2 separate regions of the Mus musculus genome follow, and region 2 is linked to region 1. A link is a contact called in public HiChIP or PLAC-seq data. All regions are on one chromosome and are shown on one strand. The core of a region is the stretch at or near the end of the contact, and the rest is flanking DNA. Distances in the headings are between cores, read along the strand shown. Region 1 holds the start of Etfbkmt (electron transfer flavoprotein beta subunit lysine methyltransferase). Region 2 holds the start of Caprin2 (caprin family member 2).

The links. HiChIP or PLAC-seq counts read pairs in DNA pulled down with a chosen protein or histone mark.
Region 2: a contact with region 1 is called in a FOXA1 HiChIP or PLAC-seq map of pancreatic cancer cells. The contact joins the promoter of Caprin2 here to the promoter of Etfbkmt in region 1. A contact is called at or near these places in 3 of 39 promoter capture datasets (hippocampal neurons, pre-B cells and stem cell-derived epiblast-like cells), 1 of 484 Hi-C or Micro-C datasets (embryonic stem cells), 2 of 115 datasets of contacts at active chromatin or transcription factors (memory CD8 T cells and pancreatic cancer cells) and 3 of 9 other capture datasets (adipose tissue, liver and pancreatic islet).

What each region holds. Positions count from the first base shown.
Region 1 is chr6:149,138,547-149,143,985 of GRCm38.p6, forward strand. It overlaps Etfbkmt (electron transfer flavoprotein beta subunit lysine methyltransferase), which reads left to right and starts at 2,967. Exons shown (of 5, transcript NM_001252095.1): 1 at 2,967-3,158; 2 at 4,060-4,169.
Region 2 is chr6:148,893,970-148,899,408 of GRCm38.p6, forward strand. Caprin2 (caprin family member 2) reads right to left here and starts at 2,268. Exons shown (of 19, transcript NM_181541.4): 1 at 2,049-2,268; 2 at 968-1,187. The coding sequence starts at 1,144.

The sequences.
Region 1 (5,439 bases), core at 1,717-4,216:
TCCTGCTGAGAAGTACTTCCCTGTTACTCAGAATGTTTCCCTGTCGTTCTCTACACAAGGTTCTCATCTCTCTCTACCCCCCAATTTGGTTCTTAGGAGAAGGTCCCCTCAAGACCCTAGAATAACTGGACCTGCTGGACGGGTCAAACTGCTAATCTTGTTTTGGCAGCTGCAGGCTTAGTCTGGTCTTTTTGACAAAAAGATAGACTGAAAGCTACTCATTATGAACCAGTCAGCAGCTGGACTACGCTCCTCCATAGTCTTCCCTTTGGGCCAGACTGAGGGCTATATGATCTCCCCCACAACAACTTGTGTAATTGTAAGTGGCTTTTGTGTGCTTGTGTAACTTTTTTTCTTCTTATGTAATCGTCATCTCCGGGGCTTATTAACTGTCTGCTAATGTAGGCCTAGTCCTGGAAGCTTCTAGCCTCTCTGTACAATCTTATCTAGGCCTAGAATGTTTTCAGCCTCTGTCTTAAGGTTTCCATGGCTATAAAGAGACACCATGACCAAGGTAACTCTTATAAGGGACACCATTTAACCGGGGCTGGCTTACAGTTTAGTCATGGCAAGAAGCATGACAACAGGCAGGCAGTCATGGTGCTGGAGGAGGAACTGAGAGTTCTGACTAAAAGTTTGATAACCAGCAGAGAACTGTTTTTCAGGCAGCTAGAAGGAGAGTCTCAAAGCCCAGCCCCACAGTGACATACTTCCTTCAACAAGGTCACACCTCCTAATAGTGCCACTTCCTGAGCCAAGCATAGTCAAACCAACACAATCTCTGATACTTGCTGCTGAGTTTTCATCGCAGGAAGACGTTCCACCTTGCTGGCAGGATCAAAATTGAGTTTCTGTTTCCAGGCCCCAGGTCCCAACTCCTGTCCTTATTCAGATGTTTCATGTTTGTCTGTTAACCAGTAAAGAATGTTAAGAAGGGAAGATGCTGCTATCCTGTTATCTAAACTGAGGCACACAAGTCATAAGTGTGCTGCCTGTCTTGACTTAATTGACTACATGCTGCTTGCCCACTTCTTTATTCCTCTGTCACCCTAAATTTCAGGTCAGAGTCCAGGAGGTGACCTGGCTGCAAAGGCTGACTCAATGACCCTGAAATCAGGTGACCTGGATAAGGCCTAGTCATCAGTGTTAACCTCCTCATTTAATCCCTTGTGTCAAAATATGATTGGTCAATGCAACAGTCCTCCCATTATCAGAAAGGAGCATACCATTCATTCGAGGCAAAGGATAATACATTTGGGGCTGTTACTTGGTATAATGGTGGTGTTCTCCTTACAGGCTCTTAGAGATTTTAGTTATGAACAGCTGGGAAATCATTAAAAGGAAAGCACAGGGCCCTGGACTAAAGGTTTAGCTCTGGTAGAACTATATATCTATCATGAAAGGACAGGATGAGAGGGTAAGTTATAAGTACAGATCTATCTATCATCTATCTATCTATCTATCTGTCTGTCTGTCTGTCTGTCTGTCTAAGGCAAGGTTTCTTGGTCTAGCCTTGACTGTTCTGGAACTGGCACTATAGACCAGGCTGACTTTGAACTCACAGAGATCTACCTGCCTCTGCCTCCTGAGGGGTTAAAGGCATATGCCACCACTGCCAGTCTCCGATTTTTAAAAATTCCTCCAACCCTCCCAACCCCCCATTTTTGAGATAGGATCTCACTAGGTCTGGGACTTGCTATGTAGATCAGGTTGGCCCTTATCTTACAGAGCTTCACCTACCTATACTGGCTAAATTCTGGGATTTGAAGCACATGTCACTACATCTGGAACTTTAAATTTTTCATTTTTAATTATGTGTGTCTGGGTATGTCTTCGTACATGAGTACGAAGTACCCAAGTAGGCCAGAGATATCAGATCTCCTGGAGCTGGGATCACAGGAATTGTGAACCACCCTATATGGGTCTGAGAAGAGAACTCAGATCCTAGGCAAGCACTATACATGTTCAACCACTGAGCATTTCTCTGGCCGCTAAATACAGATTTCTAAAGTTTGTATTACATGTATGTATTCTGGTGTGTGTGTGTGTGTGTGTTGGGGGTGATAGTCAGAGGACAGTTCTTCTTTCCTTCTACCATGTAGGTCCTGAGAAACTCAGGTTGTTAGGCTTGGCAGTGGGCCTCTACTCATTGAGCCACCTAGATAGAGTCCAGGTTTTGTTTCCCTTCCCTTCCCTCCCCTCCCTTCTCCTCTCCTTCCCTCCCTTTTCCCTTTCCCTTTCCCTTTTTCCCTTTCCCTTTCCTTTTGAGACCGTGTCTCATCTATCCCAGGCTAACTTCTAACTTGCTGAGTATGACCTTGAACCATCCTCTCCTAAGTGCTAGAATTAGAGATGGATCCCAGGGTCTCATGCTATATAAACATTCATAATAACTGAGTTACATCCCCAAGCCCCAAATCAGATTTTGACCAGGCATCTGAAGAACATTTTTCAATTTGTAAATTTAGATACAGCAACATGGTTTGCCATTTTCTTAGTTTGGGATGTTTTTCTTTCTTGTACATCATAGCAGATTTTCGGTAATGAAGGTGAAATGGGTTAATTTTGAAGTCTTGAGTTGAGGGGCCAGTGGAAAATTTAGTCATTAGAAAGTTGGATATAATAGATCCTGAACCTACAGGCTGAAAACAGTCTTACGTGTGACTTTATAATTATGACACACCGCAACTGAATGTCATAAAACTTTACTTGCCACTCCAGGTTCATACTCTTAACAGTATGCTTGGCATACAGTGCTAGCAGCATAAGTCCAGCAAGAGGTTTTAGAAATCAGAATTCGCAGACATGGCTCACACGAGTTGTGCAATTGCGCTTCATTCAGGTCTATAGGGTCTGACCTGAGGAGTCGCCAGGTTAGGGCTTCGGCGTTCCCAGTTGCCTTGGGAACCGAGGGACATCCAAAACAAAACACAGTTCGAAAGAGGGCGGAGCCGGTGCGTAAGCCCTTCGGTCCGGGCGGCCCCGCGTTCCGCGTCTCATTGGTTCCAAATTTCGCCGCCTTCACGTACCCACTACGCTGTGTAGTTAGAGCCACGGGCTCAGTCTTCCTCTCCCGAAAAAGGAGACCTACCGTACTTGTTTTTTTTTTTCTCCTGCACGTGAAGGGCGAGTTCCACTTGCTGATCGAATAAAGTCAGGTAAGGCCACAAGGACTGCACTACCCTTTAAAGTAGACTCCTGTCCTTTGTTTTGGAGGAAAGTAACGTGGTCACAACATTGTTTGGAGTTTAACCTTTTTGTTTGCTTGGCACAGAGTCTCAGGTTGTAGTCTCTGGGCTGCAATGTAGCCTAGACTGTTTCGAGTTAGAGGCAGCCCTGCCTTACTTAGCTTCCCAAGTAATGAAATTAGAGAAATGCCCTGCACTGTTTGCTTGTTTACGTACTTTATCTGTGTGTGCACGTGCGCCTGTGGAGGCCAGAATGTGTCTCCAGAAGCTAAGACATTGGAATCTGTGGACCTGTAGAAGAAAAGCAGCTCTCTTAATACCCGAGCCTTCTTTCTAGGCGGTTGGTTAGTTGGTTGGTTCGGTTCGTTTATTCGTTCATCCATCCATCCGGTCTGTCTGTCTGTCTTTTTGTAAAGTAGTAGTACAGGGAGGCAGTCCTACAGTGGGCAGATAGGAAGAGGGGCCATGGATGGGTAATAAAGGTGGAAAACTTTAAAGATGGTTGGCTTTTCCTCACCCACCTGACCCAAGACCAAAAAAAAAAAAGCCTGGCAATTTAAAAAGCCTTGTAGCTTTTTCTCCTTCCCATGCTGATGGCCTGGTTCAAAAAGTTCAAAGCCAGATCAGGGCAGTTTTTCAACCATTTTCTCATTCTTCAAAGTGACTCACACTAAATTAGGGGAGGAAACCTCTTCAGAGACTTCAAAATCAAAAACAACCCGTCCCCCCAATTCTCAAGAAGGGACTATTTTCAGCTACCCTCTGCTTTGCCGAGGAGGGGCTTTTTCTCTGCGTTTGCTGCATGTGTGTGTTTCTTTACCCCAATAAAAGCATTTCTTCAACATCTGATTCTGTCTGCTTCTGTCTTCAGGTTTTGATATTTCTCCACTGCTACCTGTTGAGCTCAGAAGTTTTTAAACTCTTGGCAGAGAAAACTGAATCCAATCAAGAACCTTTAGACAGTAATGCCAGTTCAATCAGGTATTACCGAGTACACAGACAGGGCTGACTTGAATTCTTATCATTGTTTCCTTTTTCCATGGAGATCTGCCTGCCTCTGCCTCCCAAGTGCTCAGATTAAAGGCCAGGAGTTTACTATTGTGCCCAGCCTGATGTCATTCCAGTAACATAATTTGAGTACCTACCTAGATTGGCTTTATAACTTCATAACCAAACTGCCAGTGCTGGGAAGACATGGTATCCTAATACACAGTAATTCCCATATTACTCTGCTGTAAACCTTAAAGCTCATATGGTAGAGTGCTTGCCTTGAATGCATGAAGCCCTGGATCTGACCCAAGCAACAATAAACCTTGGAGGGAGGAGGAACACTACAAATTTGATGTCTGTTTGGTCTACATAGTGAATTCCATTGCAGCCTGGGCTATGGTATAAGTCTATATTTTATTTGATGGATATGCTTTGCCTGCATGTGTATAAACACACTGTGTGTGGTGTGTGTGTGTGTCTGCTGCCTGAAAAAAGCCAGAGGAGGGCACCAGATCCCCTGGAACTGAAGTTATGATTGTGAGCTGCGTGTGGATGCTAGGAACCGAACCTGGGTCCACTGCAAGAGCATCAGGTGCTCTTTAACTGCTGAGCCATTTCTTTACATGCAAGGCTATCCTAAGACCAAAACAAACAAAAAGATATACCTTATTTCATTTCATGAACATTGTTATAAAAATAGTATGCCTGTATATTTGTGATTATGAATTACTGAAAGGATTTCACAGGAAAAAAAAAAGTGGGCCTGGAGAGATGGCTCAGCGGTTAGGAGCACTCACTGCTCTTCCAGAGGTCCTGAGTTCAATTCCCAGCAACCACATGGTGACTCACAACCATCTGTAATAGGATCTGATACCCTCTAATGGTATATCTGAAGACAGTAACAGTACTCACATACATAAAATAAATACATCTTAAAAAAAAAAAAAAGCCAGGCAGTGGTGGTGCCTGCCTTTAATCCCAGCACTTGGGAGGCAGAGGCAGGTGGATTTCTGAGTTTGAGGCCAGCCTGGTCTCCAGAGTGAGTTCCAGGACAGCCAGGGCTATACAGAGAAACCCTGTCTCAAAAAAAAAAAAAAAAAAAGAAAAAGAAAAAAAAAAAAAAAAAAAAGAGCAATTAGATTTCTTTGCCCAAACTGGAAAGCCAAAGCTGTCCTCTGACATGAATTTGCACTTACTTCTGAGTTGTTAGTGCATATTATTATGTGGCTAGCTTATTTTTCTTGTTATGTGGAAGGATATG
Region 2 (5,439 bases), core at 1,018-3,517, 250 kb before region 1:
TCAGAGCTAAGGAACTTGTGCTGACCCAGGAACAACTTAGTAATCAAATGCCAAAGATGTATGGAAAAAGATAAACAGAAACAACTACCAGCCAGGGCTTCAGCACTAATTTCCAAAGCAAGGGAAGTACATATACCTCTCCACTATAAAATCAAAAACAAAAAACCTACCTGCCAGGCGGTGGTGGCTTGCCTCTTTATTCCCAGCACTCAGGAGGCATAGACAGATCTCTATGAGTTTGAGACCAGCCTGGTCTAGAGAGAAACCCTGACTCAAAAAACAAAAACAAAACAACCTTCCTAAGGTTTTACTAGGTTTTCAGCACAATATAGATCCAGATACTTATTCAGCTTTATCTGTCAAATGCAGATGAGAATCTCGACCCAACAATGCATCCCAAAGAACTGGGATGACTGGATCACAGGCTAAATGACTCAGGAAGTAAGAAATTATCTAATCTTTACCATACAACTAACTGTGATGTTAGGCTAGTAAGAATCCAAGTCTCTTTACAAAGCTGTCTACAATACTTTCACCAATCTTAAACTGGTATCTAGCAGTGGGGAAAAATAATAAATGCTGAAACACTTTCTGGCTCATGGTAAAATGCTTCCAGAGACTGCAGCAGCCATACTGCTGTATCACTTGCTACAGTCACAAGGAAAACGAACTAAACTATCAAGCTATTCCTTATCTAAGCTACAATAATATAACTCAAGAAATGCATCAGACCTATAATAGCCAACTCTTCAAATATTTCAAAAGCAATGTGTGAAGAATAGTTATTCAGCTGTGTCGGCAAACAGAGCAAACATTTAGCCTGGATGCTTAATTGTTCCCAGGCAACTAAGTCTCAAGGTCGATTAAACTTGCAAGAAGATCTATGTTCTCTGATATAAAGAATGTCGAATCCTTAACCTGGCTTATGGTAATGCACACTCAGGGATGGGAGGGGTAGAAAGGTTACCTTCTTCTTCTCGATGTTCCTAATTTTGTGTTTAAGGCATATAAGTCCATTATCAATATAGGTTTCATATGCCTGGGAAGGAGATGCAGCAGAACTGAGAGTAGACTGCAGGGGGCTCAGAGCCCGCTGGTTTTCCCCTTGCTGATCCTGGTTCACTTGGGACTTGGCTGACTTCATACTTCCCACTTTTCCCTCCTCTGAATGGCCGGCCTGAAGGTGACTGGTAACCGAAAAGGGATGGAGAGAGTTGCACCACTGAAACAGATGAGGCTAAAGGATGGGGGCAGGAGGAGTTAAGTACCAATGTAAACTAAAGGTGCACAACGAGGAGCTTCTTTAAAATGAAATGAAGTCAAAACATAACGTTGATTCAGACAGCGTACTTCCACTCCCCTACTAAGGTTAATTGACACAAGCAATAGCCAATAAAGACAGTCTATACGTAGGCAAAATTTACACTATAGGAATGTTTCCAGAAGTTCTATTCCCCACATGGAGAACTGCTAAGCAAGCGGAAGGCTTCTGATCTCATTCTGAATAATTTCTATGGTCGGGGGCGGAGGGTGAGGGTTGCAGCCACAACTTCAAGCTATCTCAAAGTCTACGTGAACCAAGTTTCTTGTACTAAATGACAACACTCTTTGACTGTCCAGGACCTAACCAAGTGCATCCCCCTGGACACTGCTGCCAAGTCTCACAAACTGTACGCCGAGGTGGCTTCCAGTTGTGTTTACAGTAACTCACAATCACTCACTCCTATACTGGCAAGCCTTCCGCTACCCGCACCAAGGAACCGGGAAACCAAGGAGTCGGACACTTCAACTCTATTCAGAAATCCTGCCCGTAAGGAGCAAGACCAGAGCTAGACAGCCCCTGGACACCATTGCTCGTTCAAGTGCCCCAAGGGCCCGAGTAGAGGAGCCCCAGTCAGGGTCACAGTCTAAGGGCCCACGCAGCCCACCAGACGCAGAGCGCTCTGCAAAGCCGCTGAGAAGCCCGACCCCAGAATGCTGGGGCACCACGCTTCTCCACCCCGCCGCGGCCGCGCAGACCCACCCACCCCGCCGCCGTCCTGCTTCACCTCCCCGGCTGCCTCCGAAAGCGCGCGGGAGTCCTGCGCGCTGCAAAGTGGGCGAACTCCACCCCGCACTCCCTTCTCCCCCCGCGTCCCTTCCTCCCGCCTCAGCTTAGCCTGCGGCCACCGCCGACAGTGCACCCAGCCAACTCCGCTGCTCGCGCCCAAGCTGTCCCCCTCAAGGCGCGCGCAACTTATGTAGGCCGCGCACGGCGCGACCACGCCCAAATCCCGCCTATTTCCGGTCCTCTGCCCCGCCCTCTAGCACGCGAGCTCCCCTCGGAGGCTTCGCCTTCCGGTGTCCCCTCCCACTCCCCTCTCGTGCGCTAGACCACCACAGTCCGCCCTTTTCCGGTACCCGGGACCTGCGAGGGACAGGTCCTTTCCGGTGCCCCTCTCTGCAAGCCTGCGCTTGGCGCGTACCTTCCCTGCGCTTCTCTGTTGCGCCTGAGGCTGGTGTGAGATACTGCACCTGGTAGCATGGATGGGCCCGCTTGTTTCAGCCAGCACTGGTGCAGATGATTTCAATTCTTGGAAAAGAGGCAGCAAGTCCTGCGCAGAATGACCAGATAAGCCAGCCTTCAGGCTCTAATGGTTTAAATGGGCACTTCTAAAATACAAGAGCACCCTTGCCCCACAGATGATTTTTCATTGTAGAATGAGTCAGAGGACTCAGCCTGTAAGAGCAGCAGAGTAGATGACTGCAGCCTTTGTAGTAGGAGGGTATGCGCCAAGGCTATGTGTCGCTATGAAGCAATTCATTTCATTGGCACTAAAAGAGTTGTTAAAATTATTTGTTGGGCCGGGCAGTGGTGGCGCACGCCTTTAATCCCAGCACTCGGGAGGCAGAGGCAGGCAGATTTCTGAGTTCGAGGCCAGCCTGGTCTACAGCGTGAGTTCCAGGACAGCCAGGGCTACACAGAGAAACCCTGTCTCGAAAAAAAGAAAAAAAAAACAACAACAAAAAAAAGTTATTTGTTGGGTTGCATAAAGTTAACAGAAAACAGGAAGAATGTCAGCTTCTGAAGGACTGGTGGTAGTTCCTGTATCAAATGAGGTTTTAGGGGTAGATTACTCCCTAATACCAGGGAGGCAGGAACAGACCTAAACAAAAAACACTACCTCATAAACTAAATAAAATAATAAAGTTAATAAATTAAAACTTGTGCCCAAGTATTTTACCAAATAGAATTGGTTTTAAGTCCTATCCTTGAGGCAAGGGTAATTATTTAGAACAGGGCAGTCAAAAGCATAATCAAGTAAATAAATGGAAAGTCTGGACAAGACCACCCAAAAATCACCTTGGCTTTGGCACTTCTTGTTACCTATTACATGTTTACCTGCATGTATGTTTATGTACATGGTTGCCTGGTTCCTGCTGTAGGTCAGAAAAGGGTGTTGGATACCCTGGAACTGGAGTTATAAACAGTTGTGAACCACCACGTGGGTGCAGGGAATTGAGCCCAGGGAGGGCCTGTGGAAGAGCAGCCAGTGCTCTTAACCACTGAGTCATCTCTCCTCCCTGTCCTATTATGTTCTTTAATGTTGTATTTTAGCTTTGAATCTCTGAACTATACCTGCAACTTGAATATTAGACAAACACTATGTTGTCTGTTTTCCTCATTTATAACTAGAGAAAGAACAGGCTGCTGAACTGACCAATAGACTTACCTTTTGCCACACAGAGTGGCCATGAAGCCTGTGATGAGCACACCTTCAGATAACTGAACTGACACATTTATATTTGCATATGCCTTTGTTGGCCTATGCTAATAATGAACCCAAAAATAATATTTCCAACCAGGGGTTGTGGCACATACCTTTACAGGCACACAACTCCCAGCACTCAAGAGGCCGAGGCAGGAAGATTATAAGTCTGAGGATAGCCTGAATCTCCAGATTTACCATAACTATCATTTGGGCCATTAGATTGAGATATAATCCTAACTACTCAATGGGAGAATTGCTAATAAATCTGTTAATTTATTTAATAACATGGGACATAGGCTGAATCAAGAGAAAATACAAAAGCACAAATAATTAAATTTCAGTTGCAATAAGGGTATAGTTTGTATAAGCTTGTAATAACACTAGTAAGAGAATACCCCCACAATAATGTTGCAGCAGTGTTTTCTGAAAATTAAAAAAGGAGAATGACATACACACACAAAAAAGGAGAATGAATTGGGAAAAACTCTCAACTTTTCATGCCAGCTCTTCAGCAGCCGAGGCAGGAGGATCACGAGATCTAGACCAGCTTGTACCACTTAGGTACAAAACAACAAACAGAAGAGAGGGGCTCACGGGAGTGAGGGTGGGGTACAGTGGTAGATTGCCTGCCTAGCATGTATGAGGCCTAGGATTCCATCGTCAGCACAACAGAATTGTAAATATGAATTTTAAAATAGGGCTGGAGAGATGGCTCATCGGTTAAGAGCACTGACTGCTCTTCCAGAGATCCTGAGTTCAATTCTCAGCTACCACATGGTGGTTCACAACCATCTGTAGTGGGATCTTATGCCCTCTTTTGTCTGAAGAGAACAATGGTGCACTCATATACATAAGATAAACAAGTAAATCTTAAAAAAAAAAAAAAAAGATTTTGAAAGTATTCAGAGATAGGGGCCAGAGAGGAAGCTCAGTGGTTAAGGGCAGCTCTTCCAGATGACCTGAGTTCAATTCTCAGCATTACAAGAGGGCTCACAACTGTCTGTCTGTAATTCTGTCTTCTGCCTTCTGTGGGCACTAGGCATGCATATTGTTCAGAGACACATATGCTGGCAAAAAGATAACCTCATACACATAAAATTTAAAAAAAAAAAAAAAAACTTTTGCCAGGTGTAGTGGGGCAGCTTATAACCCCAGTACTCTAGGAAATAGAGGCAGATCACTGTGAGTTCAAGCTAGTCTGGTCTATATAAAGAGCCCCAGATCAGCCAAGATTTCATAGTGAGACCCTGTTGCAAAACAAAACAAAACAATGATAGGAATAATAAATAAATCCTTTGGGGGGGGGAAGATATACCCCTAGAATCTTTAGGCTGATGTTTCATTTTCCCTTCCTCAGTTCCTTATTTTTTCATAATTTTTTTTTTTGTCTCATCAATTGGGAAGTAAACTCAGAGTTTACCATGAAATTATTATATTCCAGATGAGTAAAAAATGTCACTTTTAATCAATGAGGAAAGAACATATTCAATGCATTCAATAAACACTTGTTGGACACCTGCAGTGCTAGGTCCACCCCTATAAATGTCAGTCACTGAGACAACCCAGCACCAGCCCATATGGAATTGAGCAGGGATTCATAAAAGTTGCAAGTAAGGCTGGGTATTGCTTCACATGCCTTGAATCCCAGCACTTGGGAGGCAGAAGCAGCAGGATATCTATGAGTTAG